Regions from separate parts of the Rattus norvegicus genome. Here region 1 is linked to region 2. Evidence: chromatin contacts called from public Hi-C data. All regions are on one chromosome and are shown on one strand. Each heading gives the region's core, a stretch centred on a gene start, on an enhancer-like site or on the middle of the called end of the contact. The rest is flanking DNA. Distances are from core to core; before and after follow the strand shown. Region 1 overlaps Egfr (epidermal growth factor receptor). Region 2 has its middle 17 kb from the start of Sec61g.

Region 1 (4,485 bases), core at 877-3,376, 280 kb before region 2:
ACCAAGGGTAGAAAGAATTTAGTGTCCTCCTAATGTCAGTGCAAGGAGTTTAAACTATCCCCCTTTAGCGCAGCAAATCAAACTGACAGTAAAATGAAATGACTTTATGACATTGGACCCATGGAAGGCAATCAATTGCTGTGTGCTCTGAACTAGTTCTTGCCAGTCCCGATTTTAAATTTTATTGACTTGGAAACAAGATTTGTGTGGTGGAAGGTTGATGGCCTTCCTTTTCCAGGAAGGATTCAATATCTCCAGGTAAGTACCGTTTGCCTGTAATAAGCGGCCAAAGCACGTTTCCCAGAATGTATTTATTTTCATTTAGTAAGTCTGAAAATAATAGACCAGCAAGGGACCAATTTGATATTCAATGCCACAATGTTGTGGACACAGTAGTAATTCTTCAGAGTCGGGTCTATGGTTACCTTAAACACAGAATTCAGTCTAGGCTATGGTTATTTGCAAGTGCTACGTTACCGATGAAGACAATACGATCAGCTGGTGAAGTCCTGAGCAAAAGAGAGGAAATCAGGTTGACTGATATACAGGACACTGCAGCCCCATGTCCATGGAGACGCTTTTACCAGCTTGCACAGATATCCCTCTGAATTGGACTTTAGCCCTCTAGTCACTGGTAGGGGGAAAACCATTTACACTCCAGAACTCTCCTGCCTTTTGGAGATTGTCCTTCTCATGACGCATGGAGGCAGGTGTCACATACACTGACACACCCCCCTGCCCTGAAGCTGTAACAAGAAGAGTAAAAGGAATGTGGGGCAGAAAAATAGTTCTACCTTGACAAACGCTGGGTGACTCAGCTTCGTTTGGTTAGAAGCTATAATTTACTGTGCTGTCCCTGTGTTTTCCTCACCATGAGCCATGCTGGTGAAGAAGTGCATGCTGGTCCTCAGGAGAAGAAGCAGCAAACACCCGTGTTTCCCTACGGGATAATCCATCCCCCCAATTCTCTGGCTTGCTTGATGCCTCTAGAGGTGTGTTCTCCACTAGAGATCAGTTATCCACCAAGCCGCTTCCTTACTCTACTGTCCGCTTCCATTTGAAAATAGTTTCAAAATCGGTGCTTTAATCAGTGTATCAAAATGAGGAACACTGTCAGTCTCTAGTAACTTTCTAACTCATTCTTTGTACTCTTAATATAAAATGTAACCCGTCTTTCTAAAGATACAAATGTGTTAGTAGCCACTCTGATCTGGGAGTGAATGTTTCCTTGGGATTGATAAATTAGAGGCTTTGGAAGCTCATTAACTCTTTAGTGTCACCCAGTGCAATTAACTGGCCCAGAGAATTTCCACAGGGTTGGTGAGTCACTAGCTAACACTCTTTGGCTACTTCTCTCTTCCCTGGAAGGAATTCACTTACAACACCTGAGGTTCTACATTAACACCCAGAATTCAGCAAGATTCTCCAGGAAATCTAAAACATTCCAGTTACATTTTCCAGAAAGTACAGGGAACTCCCGTCTACTTCAGACCCTTCTACTTCTCAGGAACGTGCAATCAGCAAAAAAACAAAGTCGCTTTCGGTCTGACTCAGGTGGACACCTGGACGCCCAGGTGAGTGTTTATTGAGGTGATTACTTTCACTCCATCCCTCAGGCTTCATTAGCTGTGGCTGCAGGGTGGCTCGCCAGGTGGACCTTTCCCAGGAGCCCAAAAGGAGCCCGCAGGAGGCTGCCTTGCTGAAGAATGGTGGAACACGTTCATCTTCTGGGCTTTGGTTTGTGAATTGCCTGCCATTACATGGATGATAAGAACCATTAAATTTCCATCTACTTTCTCTCTGTGTGGATTTTCTTTTTATATCCTGTGTTAGACTTTCTATATGTCAGTAGGCTGAGATCGCTGGGTGAAAAGACACAGTTAAGCCATTAAGCAGTCTTTGTCTTGCTGTGGTATAATTGCCTCACGGTGTCTTCATGCACCTCCCAGGCATTTTTCAACTACTGTGGAAAATAAGAGTTGCTGGTCACCATGACTTACACAAAGGCTGAGCATTGATTTTGAGTTCAGAGGACAAAGTAAGAAAACAAGTACACACATTCTACAGAGTCCCCTTTAGACCAAGTTTACCCACAGTCTATGAGTGTTTCTTCATGTACCTCCTGAGTGGGAGAATGGATTCCGAGAAGACCCAGCGTGCTCTCTGCCTGCACGTCCAATATAACAAAGCAACACAGGATGTCCCGTAAAACCATCCAGGTCGAGATCAGTGAAATCGGAAATGGCTGCTCTGTTAATTATTCTCCATGGATGGACACAACAGCAACGGTTGCATAACTGGAACATGGCACAAGTGTTGTGAGTTAAAATTCTATTTGGCTAACAGGACCCAAGAACCGTATTAGAAATTCACCCATAGAAGAGGCATTATTTTTTTCTGGGTATCATAAAAAGGCATCCGTTCAGCTAAAAGGTCTGACAAAACTTGATGCAAATTTTCCTATTAGAATTTTACTACCCAAGAGCTGCATGAGGAGGTGAAAGGTCAACACAAATGTGTTACTATCAAGAGTTAGCGTGATCTTAGCTTTCTTTTCAGTTTAGGAAGAAGGCATGTGAAATGTAGAATCTAGGGTGCTCCTCCTGTATTGAGGCAGAGGCTCCTCTACATTCCTTTATGTCTAGGAGTAAACTCCTCTTTGTAAATCACTAACCCCATCCCCTCCTCTCACTGAACAATTCCAGCACGGAGAGAGACATTTCCTCTTGGGCTTCTGATGCCCTTTCCACTGGCCTTGCAGCCTAGGAGATCGCATGGTGGTTGGATCTAGGTCAGCTGTGACTTTTGTATATGTTTATGCTAAAACACTTCAGGAGGCTCTCACGAGAGCAAGGCTGTTTTCTGACTTGTACATTTAGCATTCACTTAAAAATCCCATTTCGGCTCATTAGATTTCTTCTCCCACACCTGGCCTTTTCATCTCGTCCTCCCACAATTCTACCTCTGTCTAAAAACGTCTCTACCATTTCAATCACATCAACACATGTGGTTCTACCTAAATGATGGGCCAGAGTGAAATAAAAGACTAGAACCAAATGGCTTTCCCAGGGAAGAGGATTCAAACAGGAAACTCGGGGGAGAGAAAACGAACCAAAAGGCAGAAAAACAGGGAAATTACAAGAGGTAAAATTGGAGCCAGGGTAATGAGGGTTAGATATTCTTGCTTCCGGGCATAGATTTCTTCATTTCTCTTATTTTTTTGTAACTTCACCCCCATCTGTTAGTTTGATTTGTATCTCAAATGGAAAAAACGGAAACGCCATGTGGTGTTGCGGAGCAAACAGGCTTCAGAAACATCCAACCCTGGGCTTGAACTGGCAGTTTTTGAACTGGTTGAGATACTATTTCACATTTGTGGTCCTCCCAGGCTTTCTCCCTATTTAAAGGATCCAGGATGCCGCTCTCCAAGCTAATGGCAAACACTAAAATGGAGAAACAGTGCCTGCGGTATGATGCTTGGCATGAGGCGAGCACCGAGAATGTGGTCAAGCTCATCTGGCCTATGCAGCAAGGGTATGGCAAACCCTACTGAAAGCATAATTCTAAGCTGAGAGCACAGCTTGCCACTTGAAGCAGCCTTTCAGAAATGCCAACAGTCGGTTTCTGATCTTTCAAAGAGCTGGGGGCAAGAAAGGAGGAAGCTGAGACTCCAGATGAAGCCCCTTCCATGCAAAACGGTCATGGGAAAGGACAATAATACGTGGGTCTCTGCCTGCTAATCAAATGTGATGCCAGTGGCACAGATACAATGGAGGCGAACGCACAAAATTATATTTGAAAAGGCAGGGCACACTTTTCCATGCAAATGATAGATGATGAAAGGAAAAAAATATCATGCGATTGAATGAGCAGTGGCTAATTATTCTTCAAAGTATTCCCAAGGCTCTGATCTTAATTAAAGGGTTAAATGATGAAAGTGTAGAGGTGGGTCCCCTGGCTCCTCTACTGTTTAACCCTTTCATGCCCGAATGTTATTCTAATTTTGGTTTATTCAAATACCAACATGACATTCCCAAAGCCCTGGTGTGCCTTGAAGTCTATCCATGCTTCAAAAATCTCACTCCAAACTCTTCCCTTTCTCTTGTCTTTGCAGGATCAAGTTCCTCTGGGTTCTGGAGAACTTTTCACTCTTCCTTCAGGGTCAGAAATCACTGGAGAGCTAACAGCAGCATTCTATGTCCTCCGGCAAGTAGAAGTGTCTTTTCAGCCATAGTTTGGCACCATACACAAGGAGGTACTTGGTACTTTAACCCTCAGCCTAAATTCTACCCACTTACGGACACTTAGGATTCTTAAGAAGATTCATTTCTTTGGTGTTGTAAAAACTATGTTACTTGAGTTGCTCTCTGTCTGGTAGGTTAAGGACGATAGGTGATGGTTGATTTGATTTCTTTCGTCCTTTGGCTAATTTTCATTTATCTTAGTTGCGAAGTTCCATACATAGAAAGGAAATCCCAGAGGCAT
Region 2 (4,203 bases), core at 1,342-3,841:
TGAGGCTTAACTGATAAGTAAACTCACACTCTCTTGGTCTTTCTGAACTCTTGCTGGCTAGTTCAACTCAGTTGTTCTGGCTCAAAACTCCTCTCCATGCTAACTGATTCAATCTGGCTTCTCTCAACTTCTCCTGAATTGCTTTGCTCTGGACCTAATATTAACTTTGGCAATCTGTTCTAATCTTCTGGCTACTTCTAACGCTCTGACTCATTCTGACTTTACCTGTGTCTAGCCTGTTCTTTCTTCATCCTGTCTCTGAATAACTCTCTTCCTCCTCTTCCTCTTCCTCTTCCTCCTCCTCCTCCTCCTCCCCTCCTCCTCCTTCTCTCTTCTTCCCTCCCTCCCCCTTCCCCCTGCACCCTCACCCATACACCTCTCACCTTGCTCTCTTAAGTAGCTTCCCTTTCCGGTCTCTTATCATAAGAGTTGGGCGTGTCCAATGTCTGCTGACTCATTTTGTCAAACTCTTCTATGACTCATCAGTTTTTCAGTCAGTCAACTAGACATCACTTTCAGACATGGGTTCTGCCTCCTGCAAACTAACTTTACCTCCATTGTTTGTGATTAAAGGTATGTGCCAAGGGCCTGTTTGTGTTCCAGCCAGAGGGATTAAAGGTGTGTGCTAGTTTGACCTACATCACAACTAGAAACAGGTTTTATTTTTTCCAGTAAATAACACAATGTGATCAAATATCCTGCCTCCTTGGTGCCATGCCTCCCCGCTACAATGGACTCTTATCCTTCTAGAATATCAGGTAAAAGAAATCCTTTCTTTGTTAAATTGCCTTGGCCATGACACTTTAATGGTATCAACCAAAAAGAATAACTAATACAGCTCTTTATCTAAAGTATAGCAAACATATTATTATATCTATCAAAATTATGATGTCATATCTCACAGAACTAGAATTCATACTGAATTACCGAAAACCACAGTTAGCTAAGTTAAGTCTAAGAAGTAAGGAAACAGACGGTGTTATCACAACACCTCGCCTTAAATTATACTACAAAGCTATCGTGATAAAGACAGCCTAATTCTGACATAAAAGGCAGACTGGTGGACAAAGGCAACAGAATAAAGGACCCCCAAATAAACCAGTAAAGCTATGCCTGCCTAATTATTAAGAGAGGAGGCAAACACAGTGAAAAGGTGGCCTAGTTAACACGTGGTTCTGGCAACCTCCATTTGTACTTGCAGAAATTGGATTCAGGTATTTTACCTTGAATAAGAATCTCTTCTAAATGGATCAACTTTGATTTAGAACCTGAAATGCTTGACATTCTAGATGAAGACAGGGAATACCTAAGACACTGGGGCAAACAAGAGCATTCTGAACAAAAGGTCAACAGCTGGGAAACTACTCTCAAGTATCGACAGATGGGACTACATGAAATTAAGATTTTCTGTACAGCAACAAAAACTCTTAATCAAGCAAAAACCTTTATCCTCCACACCTCTTTTTTTTTCTTTTAATATAAGTCTTCCACTGAATCTAATGGCACCAATTTGACTAGGCTGCTTAGTTTGCAAACTAACACTAGGGTTATAGGTATGCTCCATTGTGCCTGGTTTTTTAATATTGATTTTGGGATTGAACTCTGGTCTTCAGGCTTGGAAGACAAGAGTTTACTAAGCCATATTCTCATCCCAGCCCCTTTCACTGTTTTCAACACTCTGAAAATTTTTACACATTTTACATTTTAAATTCTTACAAATTAGAGTTTAAATTCTTACAATTTTTATATGTCAATAACATCTATCCAAGGGACTTATACTTGTGTCTTGAGGGCAATTAGATTCCTAATAGGAACTCCAGAATAAATCCTATTCTACAAGGAGAAATCCTCAAAAGATGAAATTGAATTTGAGAGTAGATACTCAAGCCTGTGATTCTAATACTTTGGAGAAAGAAGCAGGAAGACTACCAGAAGTTCCAGGCCAGCCTAGACAAGAGAGAGAGAGAGAGAGAGAGAGAGAGAGAGAGAGAGAGAGAGAGAGAGAGAGATCCTGTCTCAAGAAATCCAAAACAGATACACACACACACACAAATATGAATCTGATCATGAGATCAGGTACTTGATGAGTACTTTCAACCAGCGATATTACTCATTCACTTCCGGATTTAGCTCATCTCTTTCCCTGGGTAATTTTTACTTTTTAATTTACAAGTAGTTCAAAACTGGCCCTGATGCCATGAACATTAGCAGTGTTGACCTTGTAACAGCGGAAACAACCTCATTATCACCCTTGCTGCCAAAACCAAGCAGAACATACTGTGATCCTAGTTTCAGATAAACAAGACAGAATAAAGATTTTCTTCATGCTGTGGGTAACTGTGCATGTCTCTCAAAGAATCTAACACCTTCCTCTGACATCATGAAGCTCTGGCCGATAGCAAAGAGCTATGGAAGAGACAACGCACATCAAGTCTCTTAGTACAGTTCCAAAACTGGGAATCTGGTCACCCTGGCTCTCATGTCTTCTATGGAGAAGCCTCAGAAGAACCCCTCACCATGGAGAACCCATTGCACAATGCCCATGGGCATTGTGGCCTGAAGACCGGAGTTCAGTCCCAAAATCAATATGAAAAAGTCTGATGCAATGGAGCATACCTCTAATTCTAGTGTGGGGGAGGAAAGGACAGGGATCCCTGGGGCTTTGCAAACTAAGCAGCCTAGCCAAATTGGTGCTGTTAGATTCAGTGGAAGACTTGCTTAAAATAAAAGTTAAAGGAAAAAAGGAGGTATGGCTGGTAAAGAATTTTGCTTGATTGAGAGTTTTCATTGCTGTACAGAAAACCTTAAAACCCCTCCTTTAGCTTCTTTCAGTCACAGGCTTGCAGGAAACTCCGGTTCCACTCACTACTGGCTCCAAGGCCTACTTTCAGACGAGTAAAACCTTTTTAAATTTCACTTGGTTTTCCACTCATGACCTTTCTTGTTCCTCGTTCTATTTCTCTTTTGCTTATTCATCAAATATTTTCCAATTCCTGTTCTAACTGGCTATGCCTGATACTCTCAGCTAATAATAAATGAGAGTAAGGTTTAGATTTTTTTTTTTTATTATCTTGAGTATTTCTTATATACATTTCAAGTGTTATTCCCTTTCCCGGTTTCCGGACAGACATCACCCTCCCCCCTCCCCTTCCTTGTGGGTGTTCCCCTCCCAAACCTCCCCCCATTGCCACCCTCCCCGCATAGTCTAGTTCACTGGGGGTTCAGTCTTAGCAGGACCCAGGGCTTCCCCTTCCACTGGTGCTCTTACTAGGATATTCATTGCTACCTATGGGGACAGAGTCCAGGGTCAGTCCATGTATAGTCTTTAGGTAGTGGCTTAGTCCCTGGAAGCTCTGTAGATTTTGACAGTGCTTTTTTTTTTTTTTTTTTAAACAACAAAGCCACTTCTCCAAACAGGTACTTTACAGATATTTCTTCTACATAGGCATAGAACACCTTGAGACAGTGGTTTTTACTGGCATTGTGGCTAAGGCATTAAGACCATCATATGTGTAGACTAATCTTTAATAACTAACAAAGGGGTCAGGGCATGTGCAAAATATACTCTTCTCTGAATGCTTTTGAATACTAAACTTTATCTTGTGTCAACTTCTTCATGCTGAAACAAATAAGCATATTTTCTATTATCGTTAAATGCTGTGAAGGAAACAAAACCATACAGTAGTTTACAGAAGGTTGGGGTCAGTTGGGATGATTTTATTGAGGACAACCAGAGAGAACTCTATTTAGGAAACAGAAATAAATTAAGTCAGGAATAAGAGAAGACAAATGGGCAGTTAAAGAAAGAAGTAAGTATAGAGGTTTGGGTGGGAAGATGCGTTGTATTAAATAGAAAATAAAAACGGGACAACAGTGACTGAAAGGGAATGAGGGGAAGTAGGGAGGGTCCACAGGGACAGATTTTAAGTTAGCCACAATAAGAAGTTGTGGGAAGGGGTTGGGGATTTAGCTCAGTGGTAGAGCACTTGCCTAGCAAGCGCAAGGCCCTGGGTTCCGTCCTCAGCTCCGGAAAAAAAAAAAAAAAAGAAGAAGTTGTGGGAGAAGCTAAAGTGAAGGACTCCAGATTCAGCAGCATATTTAAAAGTTTACGTCTGGACCTGGGAGAGAAAAGCCTGGTAGAGTGGTACATGAACAGAGAGAAACCAAACAGGAGGATGCTGCAGTGCTGAAGGCAGGAGAAGG

Evidence for each region. A called contact is a pair of places that touch in the nucleus more often than the background predicts.
Region 1: a contact with region 2 is called in a Hi-C map of liver, with 6 times the contacts expected there. The contact joins two enhancer-like sites. A contact is called at or near these places in 3 of 12 Hi-C or Micro-C datasets (liver and psoas muscle).

What each region holds. Positions count from the first base shown.
Region 1 is chr14:95,415,147-95,419,631 of GRCr8, reverse strand. All of the region lies in intron 1 of Egfr (epidermal growth factor receptor), which reads right to left. Among named protein-coding and RNA genes, the nearest start is that of Egfr, 39 kb to the right of the region's middle. Within about 2 kb of position 2,126, at least 3 of the 93 cell types and tissues checked have an H3K27ac peak or open chromatin away from gene starts, as enhancers often do. A contact at or near this core is called in liver, where this site is marked.
Region 2 is chr14:95,134,774-95,138,976 of GRCr8, reverse strand. No RefSeq gene overlaps it. Among named protein-coding and RNA genes, the nearest start is that of Sec61g, 17 kb to the right of the region's middle. Within about 2 kb of position 2,591, at least 3 of the 93 cell types and tissues checked have an H3K27ac peak or open chromatin away from gene starts, as enhancers often do. A contact at or near this core is called in liver, where this site is marked.